4 separate regions of the Mus musculus genome follow, and all the other regions are linked to region 3. A link is a contact called in public Hi-C data. All regions are on one chromosome and are shown on one strand. The core of a region is the stretch at or near the end of the contact, and the rest is flanking DNA. Distances in the headings are between cores, read along the strand shown.

Region 1 (2,772 bases), core at 145-2,644, 89 kb before region 3:
CTAGCCCAAATCAGGAGTCTAATTCTAGGGGTCCTCTCCCATGATGTGCAACTTCACCAAAACCATTCAAAGTAAAAACTTCTTTTTATTATTTTCCCTTTGAAAACATTATTTTTAACATTTATTTCCTTACTTTGCATGTGTGTCACAGGTACATGAAACTGCCATGACACTCATATAAGGTAAGAGAATAATTTCCCATCTCACTTGCACAGAGCTAATACCCCTCACCTGCATGACCTGGGACCAACCAGCTTCTCCATCATCACTCAGCTTCTCTAACAAACCAGCTTCTCCATCACCACTCTGCTTCTCTAGTGTCTTCTTTAAGCAACTGAGTATGCCACACCTATCATCTTCATCTCCTGGTGTCCAACTATGCTAGAAGTAAGCAGATTCCTCGTGCTTTCCCCTTTCCTTATCCTTTTTCTCACCTCTTGCTTATTTCCATGCTCAACCTTCTGGTTCCAGTTTGAATATCACCTTCCCCAGGAATCCCCCTTCCATACCCAAAGTCCTTTCTTGACTACTTCCATTGCACCCATCACCTATTCGACCACATTTCTATGCTCTGTGAGACTTGCCCATTTCATATCAAGTATAGAGATAAGAATGTATATTGTGACATGCATAAAAATATATACATTATGTTTATAGTGTATATTAACTATAATTATATATATGCATATAATTATAGATGATGTTCTATGTTTTGAACACTGATTCCAAAATGATTAGGATTGTACTCAAATGAACACTTTTAGAATGAATTAAGTTCATACAGTATGCTATGAAAGGAAGGTAACAAAGAGAATTCTGGCTCAATATCTAGTATACATGAAATAAATATGTTATTAATGCCAGTGAGATACTACAGATAGATGTCCCCAAGACATGTAAAACCTATATTGAAGGGCTGGCATTGGACTTCCACTAAATTTTCATTTGTCTTTGAGCTCTTATGTGTAGAAAGATAGTCCAATCCAGGGCCTAAGTTTAGTCCTCAAAGAACTTCTTGGATGAAAATTTAATGTAGAGAGCCGATTTCTGGAATTGGTGTCTACTGAAAGGATTTGCGCTTCAAGGACACTCTTGTTAGGTCTGAGGATCAGACAAGAACAAAATCAGAGCAAGGTTGATGATGCGGAACCTGGAAAGCCTTCGATTTCTTCAGAGTTAGACAAGCGTCTCCAGCATGGAGTAGCTCTGGGCCTGTGGAAGGCGATGAAAAGGCTCTGACAATGGATTTTGAGAGATCTGAGGACAAGTCCCAAGGAAGTCATTATCCCATCAGACAATTCAATCATTAAGAATGCCTGGCTGATCTGACTAGTCTGCATGTTTCCAGAGGTTCATTTGTATGGTCTATATATGGACAATTTACACAAGGCTGGCAAGGCAAGAGCAGATTCCCAAGTCTAATGTGTGCATTCACAGTTCCCTAGGAGATGCCCTACTTCTCCGGAAACAGAGTTACTTGCAAAATTCTTAACTCCAGAGCTTGAGTATTGGTCCTCTCGCTTTACAATATTATCTAAGGTATGTTGCATATATGATTTGGTCTGTAGCCTATACTACTAGGATACATACTGAGTCAAAGAATCTCAGCATGATAAAATTTTATAGCTCTTCACTAGATACCATTATGATAGTATCTTTCATTTCTTCCAGATGGACAGATCATAGGTTCCATCAGAAACCCTTTTGGATAAGCTGGAAGGGAATTGTTTTTATAAAATAAATTATATAATTTCCCTGTACAACTAGAAAATATCTCAGCTTTCAATTCAAGCAGACCCTGCAAACAAAACCATAGTGAAAGCAATAGAACCAGTAAGTCTACCACAGCGACCTAATAGGAAATTCATCACGGTGACCTCATAGAGAGTTGTATCCAGAAACCATTGATGTAAGTCCTGGCATGCATTCAGACTTCACTCAATTTTCCTTTATACTGACCTACTTTTCTTTCAACAGAGAAAGGGAGGAGGGGCCCAGCAATGTTTCAAAAGCATAGGCCGTACTTGACTGACAAAGTCCTAAAGGAGTTTCTGCTGGATGTTCAATATTTTGACTCTAAGCCACAGTTTTGGCTTTGAACTAACAGCTGTGAGGAGAGGCAGATGTGCTTTAGAAAGGAGGCAGGAAAAGGCTATTTAGAGAAAGGGGTCAGTTGTTTTTTCTTCTCCTGCTAATAGCTTTCATCACTCTACAGCTGTCTATTAAAATAGTTCCCTATTTTATTAAGCCATAAGCTTCCTCTCAGTAGGGTCTGCACCTCATGCACTTACCTATCTCATGATGTCTTAGAGAGCAAGCAGCCAAGAAAGGTTTGTTAAACAACTGAGTGAATGAGGAATGGATAAACACACACACACATAATATATGTATATATATATGTATATATATATATATATATATATATGTTTGTGTGTAATCAATTCCTCAATATATATATATATATATTATGTGTGCGTATATATATATAAATATTGATTTATATAAATCAATGTGTATGTATGTATGCATGTATGTATGCATGCATGTATGTATGTATGTATGTATGTATGTATGTATGTATGTGAATATATATTTATTTCCCTAAAAGCATTATGTCAGGAAACCATTTACCCCTCCTCAATGTGGAGGAAATTATAAAGCAGCCTGTATTTTATCTTTAGCAGATTAAAAGCGAGTGTTCTCAGAAAGATAGTTTCCAAGAGGTTCTCGGGTCAGAGCACATTGAAAAGCAACTAACAGGCCATGGTGGAG
Region 2 (3,123 bases), core at 599-3,098, 83 kb after region 3:
AAAGAAGAGATGTCAAAGGCATGAAGAATGGAAAGCAGAATTGAACTTATGCTTTGACCCTAACCAATCAGCACCATTTCCTGGGAGTTGTATGGCATGGGTTCTAAAACTACTTCCGGGGTCAGTGGGGTTTTTTTGGGGGGGAAGGGGCTTAGATGAACAACAACTAACATGAATTTTAAAACGTAGAATGTTGGAGGAAGAGAGATGCACATATCCTACCCCTTTCAGCTGATGGTGGGAATGTCTTCCAGTTCTAAATAGAAAGGGCTGGGGTTTGTTTTCAGTTGGCTCACACCCACTGAGGATCTCGCGCATGCGTGCCACTGCTCCACAGTGCAAAAGCAGGAAGCTAATCACAGAGGCCCAGCATTCAAAGAATTTGAACTATTTTAGAAACACAAACGCATGCTCATGTAAAGTGCAATATGACTGTGTTATCATGTAACTATAAGCTAAGTGCTGCATGCACATAAAAGGGAAGATAGTGCTGGCAGGGATGTGGCCCTCAAGGACTGACTTTGAAGAGTAATAAGGGGTTTCTAAGCATAATAGATAAACAGAGTTACACAGTGCTTGTCATACTTAGGAAAGAGCAAGGGGCCCCATAAAGACACAATATTGGGTGTTTGCTCAGGGAAAACAAGAAATATCTAGGAAAATTAAATCAAGACAGTTTGGCCAAGTCTTGTGGGCTAGAATATAAAGTGTAGAGTAATTAGGCAATGACTCCAATAAGATTTCTTAAATGTAAATACTTGAACTTAAAACGAAGGTTTCTCCAAAGTCCAGTAAAGTCCAGATTAAATGAGCAGGGCATGAAGTTCTGCATCTGAGGCAAAGGTTCCAACAGCTACATAATAATGCATGAGCGAAGAGGGCCAGTACTCATCCAGGGACAAAACAAGGCTCACAGCAAACAATAATGGCAAAAATCAGGAGGAGTCAATGTAAGGAAATTCCAGCGGGATGAGAGGAAAGGAAGCTTGGATTGGTCAGAAAAGTTTATGGAGAAAGCTGATGCTGAAACTGGAGGTGTTGGATGACTAGTGTCCGTGAAGTCAGGCAGAGAGCAACTGATGAGAGAATTCAAACCCATGACGCTTTCTATTAAGTCATTTGCTTCTATGTATTTAGTACTTGGTAACATAATATATGTTCCACAGATGTACTAGTATTAGTTGGCTTAAGAATATCAAGGTCTTCATTAGCAAATTTAAGAACATTAGAAAACATTAAAGGGCAGGTTTCATAACTGAGTTGGTAAAGACACTTGCTACCAAGCCATGTGACCCGAGTTCAATCCCTAGGGCTCACATATTAGAATGCTAGAACTGACTACCAGAAGTTGTCCTGTGATCTCCACACAGGTGCAGTATTATGTGTGTACATCATGCAAAATATGCACGCACACACACACACACAGAGAGAGAGAGAGAGAGAGAGAGAGAGAGAGAGAGAGAGAGAGAGAGAGAAACTAAAGAATGTAAAAGCCAACATTAAACAGGATTACTTCTCTAGCACTTTGCAGAGTCTCTGATATATTATCAGTGTGCTTCTGAGTCCAATAATCATGGCCTGCAGCTCTTCAGGGAGCCCCGCACAGGATGGACACCCCAGAGCAATGGTTGCCTAGAACCAATTGTTTGAAAGTACCTGTAGAATGTTTCAGAGATCTTTCAACTTGAGTAAATGTAGTTTATTTTTATCATCAGTTTTCTACAAAGGAGTCATTTTTCTTTCATTTTTTGAGGCAAAGAGATTTTATCTCATAGGACAATAATGCACAGGCAGACAGACCGCTCAAGTGGGAGTTGGTGAGCACAAGGGATGAGTCGATAGGGGGTTGACTGAGACAAAACACAACCAGTACTGTTGACAACACCTACAGAGGAGCTATTTCTAGGGAGGTAGAGGGGACGGGGAAGCAATCGGAGGAACAGGAAGCCAAGTGTGGGAGGTACCAAACACACTGACAAGGGTTCTTCCCATCTCTACAAGCTCGGGGACAGCATTCCAACTACAGATTTGCCTTTTTCTGTCAGCCAGTGGTTATTTCACAGCCTTTAAACTCCTTTTTATTTCAGTTTCCCAAATGCAAGCATCTCTCGGATGGCCACCATCATGGCCTATTTGGGAGACGAGTTTAACTTCATATTTTATGGTGGTTTATCCACATCACGGATAAATGTGCATGCAAAGTGAAAGCCAGCTCACTGGGCTCTCTGTGAACCTGAGAAAGAGGCATCCCCTCAGGCAGGCACATGGCTGGCTGAGGAATAGTACTTGGTGAAAATTAGTCAAAAAAAATCCATTCTCCAAGCTCCAACTGCTTGAGAGCTCATGGCCTGCAGGCAGAACGTTCCCACTCACCTTCTGCAACCTATCAGTCCTTGGACGGGATGCAGTCAGAATAATTGTGGAGAGCATCCCTCTCCGTCTCAGCCTTCCCCTTGAGCCCCGTGGCATATGCTTTGAAAGGGGAACAGGCATCCTTCCCCCTTCTAGTTTAAGTGTCCTAAATCAGAATTCTGTCATCTAGAAACTGTAAAAATGTGAACAGAAAAGATGTACCAATGTATTATGAGGTAAACACTACTTTCCTCCTCCTCCTCCTCCTCCTCCTCCTCCTCCTCCTCCTCCTCCTCCTCCTCCTCCTCCTCCTCCTTTTCCTTCTCTTTCTTCCTCCTCCTCTAGGGTTTCAGGTTACCCTGGAGCTGGATGTATAGGCAGTTGTGAGCCACCTGGTCTGGTGATGGAAACTGAACTGTGACCCTCGGAAGACCAGCCAACTCTCTTAACTGACAAACTATATCCCCAACCTCAAGCTTCGGATTTCTCTGAGGACTCTTACATTTTTGACAAAAAAAAAAAAGTCTGAGAGTCTGGGAACATCAAAGATAGTTTCTGAAGACCAAATACACAGTCTTAAAAGTAAAGTTGGATCCAAGTACCAAAAAGTATCCATCTTTGTAAGACCTGTAACAAAATTTAATACTGATAGTGGTAACAGTTCTAATGGAGTAGTTGATCCAAGAGCCATGTCAGTGCTGGTGAAGTGGCTGAATCTGTACAGCCATCAACATCATGCAGCAAGAACTACTACATTTAATGATGTCAAAA
Region 3 (2,816 bases), core at 100-2,599:
CCGCCAAGCAAGCGGGCCAGAGCTAGTGGCCCCAGGGAGAGTGTCTCTGGTCTTCTTTGATCCTGTTTCCTTTCCCCAGGCACAGTGCTGCAAAGAAAACAGGATTAGTTAGGGTCCCGGCCACAGCCAAGGCGAGTGCAGAGAAAGAGAGGGATCTGACACCACTGTCAAGCGGCCCTCAAATGGACTCTGTCATCTCCACAACCCACCAACCCAACCCTACCGCTCCTGGCAGCCCAGGAGAGCCGCGCTAGATGCTCCGCTGGCTCAGATGGGGTCTGGCGTCCGTACCGCACCGCGGAGACACTGGTTACTCAGCAGAGAAGGCAGCTGCCCTGCCCCCTGCACAACTTTCTAATTGCCACCAACAGCGGCCGCCACAGCGGCTTTCTCTACTTCCCAGAAAGCCAACTGCCCTCTTCTCTGTGTCCTGTGGACCTCCTCTCAGGATCCAATCTCGCCAGCACGCACTCCAAGCAGGCTCCCTGTACGCAGTCCTCCTTCCCCATCCCTCCCTCTCCAAACACTTCCAGCCTGGACGTTCAGACCCCCAAGGTCCCCGTCCCAAGGGGATACACCCCACTGCCTCTGTCCCTAGCCGCAGCTGACCCGCTGGATCTGGCACACAGGATCATACTCGACCTTTCTCCAGCCTTCTTCCTTGCTACCTTCCTCCCCCTTTCTCCCTATCAAAAGCAGCTGAAACACCCTTCTCAGCGGAGGCACATCCTCCCAAGCGCCCCCCACCCCTCATCTCCCTGAGCCTCCCACTTGACAGTATCCAAAATCCTTTTTCTTTCTTCCAGAGCAGGAACTGAAAGGGGAAGGGTTCCCGCTTGCAAAGTTTGGGGAACCGACCTTGTCTCCAGCCTTCCCCGGGCCCTGGCCCCAGGGCCCAGAGGCTGTGGCAGAGGACCAAGCCGGAGGACCCGCGGCAGGCAGCACAGCTCCCTTGCCTCTCCCAAAAGGCAGGTGCAAACTGTTGCACTGCGGAGCAGCAAGGCAAAGCGCTAGCCTCCACCAGGGAAGGGGCGGGGGCTGAAGCTCTGTCCAGAGGTGCCTGCGCAGGCCGCGGGAGTGGTCTTACCCGCCCTCATCCTGCCACTGGGGCCCCTGGCCATGGAAGCCTTCATCCTGACCACTGTCTCTTACCTGGAAGGACCAGCCAGTTGCAGAGAAGGAGCCCTTGGCTGCAGTGGCGGCTGCAGAAGGCACGGAGCGCTGGGACCAGAGACAGAGCCGCGCTGCTGCTGCCACCCTCGCCGCCGCCACCGCCGCCGCCGCCGCCGCCGCCGCTGCCTTTGCTGCTGCTGCTGCTGCTGCTATGGGGAGCTCAGCTCTTAGCCTATTGCCAGAGAGGCCGGTGACGTCAGGCAGCCACCGCCAGGGCTCCAAGCCACCCCTCAGGCCCCCACCCACCCTCATACCCAACACCTTGTCCTGGCATAACAGCCTCTCCAACACCATTCCCAGTTTCCTGCTGTTCCCCAGCTTTGGGGCTGGGAGGAGCAAACCCACCCCCATCCCCACCTCCACCCTGCCAGCAACCCACCTTCATTCAGCACAAGCACTCCTTTGCCTAGGAAGAAGCAGGCTTCAGTTCTTCCATTGCTCTATGCTTCAACCTCAACCGGTCTCCAGGTACAGTTTTGCTCCAGGAGAATCTTCTCCCCTGGGGGTACACTTTTTTTTCCTGTTGACTGATCAGAGTCCCTGCTACTCCCCAATCCTATTTTTCTGCCTCTGGTTCTAAGCATAAACTGCTTATACTAGGGAGATGGCAAGGACATTTGTCAACACAACTGTGACAGAATCAGAATCAGGAACCTAAATATGCATCAAAGACTGCATCTCTCCACCAGTCTCCAAAGTATGTCATCCCATCTGCTTTTTGATTTCTTCCCCCGCACGCTCATCTTCAGGCCCAGGATCCATTCGGTGTATTGAACACCCCTTTTTTTTTCGAGGATCCCACATTCTGAAGACACAAAGCATACATGGGCTTGAAGGGTGGGAAGGGGAAATTACAAAGAGAAGTGCAGGAACCAATGACCCGTAAAAATTCTCAACATTGTGTGTACTGCTAAAAAAATGTCCCTTCGTTGATTCTAATTTTTTGTCAACGTGCTTGATTCTTGATACATTTGCTTTTTCAGTTAAATGTTTACATCTCCTAAAAAGGCTCTTAGCAGCCTGCAAAAAAATCTTATAGAGACCAGTGAACGACTAGTTTGGGATCCTTTCAGAAACAGAAATAGTGTATTCTATTATAGTAACCATCTTCAAAATAGAGTATGCTTTGCTTTATGTGAGTGATTGGGAACGCTTGCTTGGAACACTAACTAAACAGAGTATGGTCTTTAGGGCACTGAGATAACTTATTAAAACCGTGTTTTGTTTTGCTTTTTTCTTTCTTCTCTCCTGTCTTGTTTACCTCCTGTCTTTGAGTCTAGAAAGTGTGCAACATTTTCTCACCGAGTTGGTCAGTCGTGGAGTGTGTGTTCCTGCCTCCTCTTCATGCTATACATCATGAAGGAAAGCTAAGGGGAATACTAGCTGCCACTTACTCACTCCTATCAGCTACAGTCAGGAAGTGAGGTCAGATATGAAGAAAAAAAGATTTCTCCTTCTGACCCTATGTACCCATCTACCCCTACTCCAAATTCTCATTTTCCTCCTGCTCACGCCATAAATGCATGGCACTCCATATTCTTCCCCCACCCCATCTCTGCTTTCGTTTATTTGAGCACAAATCATCTGGGGCCTGGGGAGCAGCACAATGTTAAAGCACTTGTGTAAGATGCCAAAGGCCTTGG
Region 4 (3,192 bases), core at 60-2,559, 120 kb after region 3:
ATTGTGTGGGGAGGGGTATGGGGGAGGGTGGATATCTAGGCTGAGGAAATGCTAGTGTAAACCAGTCATGATCCCTAGGGCCTACTTGATCCAAAACCCTTCTTCAGAGTAGTTCCTCTCATGGGATCAGAGCTGGGAGAGTGGCTCTCTCACTTATCACCCATATTTATGCTAGAGAGGCCTGTTTACTGGCCACAGAAGAGGCTTGAATTCAGAGAGGGATACACGTCTTTCAGATGGAACACTGAGAACCCAGAGCAGCAATCTAAAGGAAAGAAGTGAAGCTAACCCTGGCTCCCCTAGACTCACTCTGCAGATCATGCCCAAGCTGACCAGAGTTAGTCCTCACTAGATCTGGACAGGCATATGGAGGGCATCATTCGGTATCCTGTCTACATCAGTAGATAGGGTCATGTGCAGCCACGAGCCAATCACAGGTGATCCCGAAGTTTTTAGGGTTCGAGTCTGGGCCTGGCAGTATTTAACAAGCCAGGCCTGGCCACCTGTACTCAATAATCCAATTAAAGGGACAAGAAGTAGTAAAAATCAGAGAAAGAAGATATATTCAGTGTGAGATAAGAAACAAAAGCCCCATTGACAACCCCATCCCTACCACATGTCCACATTTGGATGCTGATGTAAGGTTTAGATTTAAATAGAAGATGAGAGGCATTTTAGATAAGCAGTGCTGGTCAAGGGGTGGTTCATCCATCAATGACCCATCACTGCCTGGACCCCTGTCTCTCTACCCAGGCAGTCTGACAAGTTTTCAGAACTCTGTAATATTTCTTTTGGAAGACTCTCTTCCCTTCTTGCTTGTACCAAGGCCCCGGCTCTTCCTTCTAGCCCAAGACTCCTGTGGATTTCTAATTTTGGGGGGTCTACTTTTTCAACAGTCTGACAGTGAGACTGGAGAACATGGGCAGTATCTTCCTCCCTGGCAGGATGTGGTCTTCATCTCTGCTCAGTTTGCTACATCTTGGGAAAGATGGTTTCTATAGAGTTTTGTTTTCCACTTGCATTCCCTGTAGAAGCCAGATTCCTGTCTCATACACACCGAGGTCCAGGTTGTTATTTATCATTCAAACCAGAGAAAAACCACCAGAATGAGGATGCTTGCATCTCCTTGGTGAGTGAGCATCTCTGCATCGAGGTTTTTGCTGCCAAGCCCACGTCAAGCGTTAAGATCACTAGATGCTGAGCCAAGCCCTCTGAGAATTTGTGATTTGAAGAGATCTTCTCTGCCACCTCACTGCCTTCATCGAATTACTACAAGAGAAATCTGTGAGCCATTAAATTGCTCTCTCAGTCATTGTTGGAAGTCAGAAGAGGCCCAGCAGTTGTGGAGTGAAAAGCCAAAGCTTAGCAAGAGGCCAGCATTTTCCAGGGGCCAATTATCTCTATCAGCTGACAGTCCATGGGAGAAATGGCATGGAAATTCTTGAAGAAAATCACTTTGATGACATTACACAAAGGACCTAGGGGAAGGTAGTGCATTTGTTCAGATTCGTCAAATATTTAACTAATGTCCAACTGAGGTACTCTTCTTGAGGTGGCCTCACAGAGGGAATGCTAGTCAGGACAGAGATGCAAAGCCAACAGACATGAAACTCAATCCAAAGACAGAGTATATCACATCAGAGGAAAGCCAATGTTAGTACAAATAACAAAAGGAGAAGTGCTGTGCTCAAAATCACAATGTGAACGCACATCCCTGCCTCTTCTTTCACCCTGGGTTCATTTGCAGTGACAAAAATGATCAGATATGTCAATGACATAGCTAGAATAGTACTGGAAAATAGTAAGTAATGCAAATGGCAAACTAAAAAAATGCTAACTAGCGTACACTACCCAGAAATCACCAAAGAACAGAGGAATAAGCCATTCCAGAGAAACCATCTGTCTAGCAGCCAGAGGACACGGTGGGCCTTTTCATGAGGTGCCCTGCAGAAGCTCCAACATCAAAACCACCAAATACAACCAAACAGTAATGGAGGCTAATGCAGTGATCATCAGACAATTAGTCAAAGAGCTATGTTTGGAACAGCTGGGTCCACAAAGTCTCTCGCCATCACCCGCAAGTACAGAGCATCTGGTAAAACAGCTTTAGCCCAGAGGCTCAGCTCTGATAGCATCCTCTGTGGGGCAGCATGGTTTCCTTAGGAAGACTTGCCAGGGTGGTTTGGAGCCTGAAATGGGAGAAACTCTTTGCTTATGGGTTAAGAGCGTTGCATTACCCATGGCCTGAGAAAATAGCGGTGAAAACGAAGCAAAGAAATGTTGGGCCCGATTTGGCCTTGCTTTGGGCCTTGAGTTTCTGTGGCCTTCTGGGAGAGCCTAAGCCTGGCTCGAGTTTTGAGACCTGTCTCAGTCACTTCCGTATCGGGGTGACTCAGCAAGACCTGTTTGGGCTCTGCCTCTGTGCCCTGCCGTTGCTGATGTAGAGCTATGCCATTGGCTCTGTCTGTCACACCATACCCTCCGTAACCCTTCCCCACCTCCTATGTCATCTTACCCCACCAAAATTCCCCCTCCCTATGTTCCGAACTTAAATAAGCAAAGAGGCTGATGCGGTAAAGTTGAGTTCCTGCTTCGACTAGACTCCCGGCTCAAGCATGTGTTTCTTTTGGGCCTTCGACACTCGCCATCCTGCTCAGCTCCCTGAAAGACCCTGTCAGGACCGGGACCTCTCTCCTCTTGCCTGGACCTGCGGGAAAGGAGCCAGCAAAGAAAAGGGTAGGGAACTCATTTTGTAGACCAGGCTGGCCTCCAACTCAGAAATCCGCCTGCCTCTGCCTCCCAAGTGCTGGGATTAAAGGCGTGCGCCACCAACCCTGACTCGAAAAAACTAACTAACTAACTAACTAACTAAATAAATAAATAAATAAAATAACAAAAAAAGAAAAGGGTCGGGAGACGAAAGAAGAATAGTGACTGATACAGACTCACCCCTTGCTAAGCACTGTTCTTAACAGATGTAAGGTGGTCAACCACTTGATTCTCACCACACAATGCCGAGGTTACTGTTGCCAAAGCCCCGATAGAAGTAAAGAAAGTGATATGCACAAATTTCCAGTTCCAGGGCAAAAATATTCAGGACACCTGGGGAATCTGTCTTCCTCTCCTAAAATCAACACCGGCTGGCTTCTTGTGAGCAAAACGTCCTTTCTAAATATTTGTTGGCTTTGCGGT

What was found. A called contact is a pair of places that touch in the nucleus more often than the background predicts.
Region 1: a contact with region 3 is called in a Hi-C map of neural stem cells, with 4 times the contacts expected there. The contact joins the enhancer-like site here to the promoter of AI593442 in region 3. A contact is called at or near these places in 2 of 39 promoter capture datasets (embryonic stem cells and hippocampal neurons), 1 of 484 Hi-C or Micro-C datasets (neural stem cells), 1 of 115 datasets of contacts at active chromatin or transcription factors (embryonic stem cells) and 2 of 9 other capture datasets (embryonic stem cells and liver).
Region 2: a Hi-C map of hippocampal excitatory neurons shows a contact between it and region 3, with 4 times the contacts expected there. The contact joins the enhancer-like site here to the promoter of AI593442 in region 3. A contact is called at or near these places in 1 of 39 promoter capture datasets (hippocampal neurons), 1 of 15 datasets of contacts at CTCF or cohesin (the NIH/3T3 cell line), 6 of 484 Hi-C or Micro-C datasets (cerebral cortex, cortical neurons, embryonic stem cells and 3 more), 3 of 115 datasets of contacts at active chromatin or transcription factors (embryonic stem cells, forebrain and neural progenitor cells) and 1 of 9 other capture datasets (adipose tissue).
Region 4: a Hi-C map of cerebellum shows a contact between it and region 3, with 2.2 times the contacts expected there. The contact joins the enhancer-like site here to the promoter of AI593442 in region 3. A contact is called at or near these places in 1 of 39 promoter capture datasets (cranial neural crest), 2 of 484 Hi-C or Micro-C datasets (cerebellar granule neurons and cerebellum), 1 of 115 datasets of contacts at active chromatin or transcription factors (embryonic stem cells) and 1 of 9 other capture datasets (adipose tissue).

The regions. Positions count from the first base shown.
Region 1 is chr9:52,589,412-52,592,183 of GRCm38.p6, forward strand. No RefSeq gene overlaps it. Among named protein-coding and RNA genes, the nearest start is that of Gm33210, 16 kb to the left of the region's middle. Within about 2 kb of position 1,395, at least 11 of the 459 cell types and tissues checked have an H3K27ac peak or open chromatin away from gene starts, as enhancers often do. A contact at or near this core is called in neural stem cells, where this site is marked.
Region 2 is chr9:52,761,108-52,764,230 of GRCm38.p6, forward strand. All of the region lies in intron 2 of Gm1715 (predicted gene 1715), which reads left to right. Among named protein-coding and RNA genes, the nearest start is that of Gm1715, 83 kb to the left of the region's middle. Within about 2 kb of position 1,849, at least 9 of the 459 cell types and tissues checked have an H3K27ac peak or open chromatin away from gene starts, as enhancers often do. A contact at or near this core is called in hippocampal excitatory neurons and ventral hippocampal neurons, where this site is marked.
Region 3 is chr9:52,678,431-52,681,246 of GRCm38.p6, forward strand. It overlaps AI593442 (expressed sequence AI593442), which reads right to left and starts at 1,350. Exons shown (of 2, transcript NM_001286641.1): 1 at 1,153-1,350; 2 at 1-87. It overlaps Gm1715 (predicted gene 1715), which reads left to right and starts at 1,433. Exons shown (of 5, transcript NR_045333.1): 1 at 1,433-1,641.
Region 4 is chr9:52,800,747-52,803,938 of GRCm38.p6, forward strand. No RefSeq gene overlaps it. Among named protein-coding and RNA genes, the nearest start is that of Gm39339, 75 kb to the right of the region's middle. Within about 2 kb of position 1,310, at least 11 of the 459 cell types and tissues checked have an H3K27ac peak or open chromatin away from gene starts, as enhancers often do. A contact at or near this core is called in cerebellum, where this site is marked.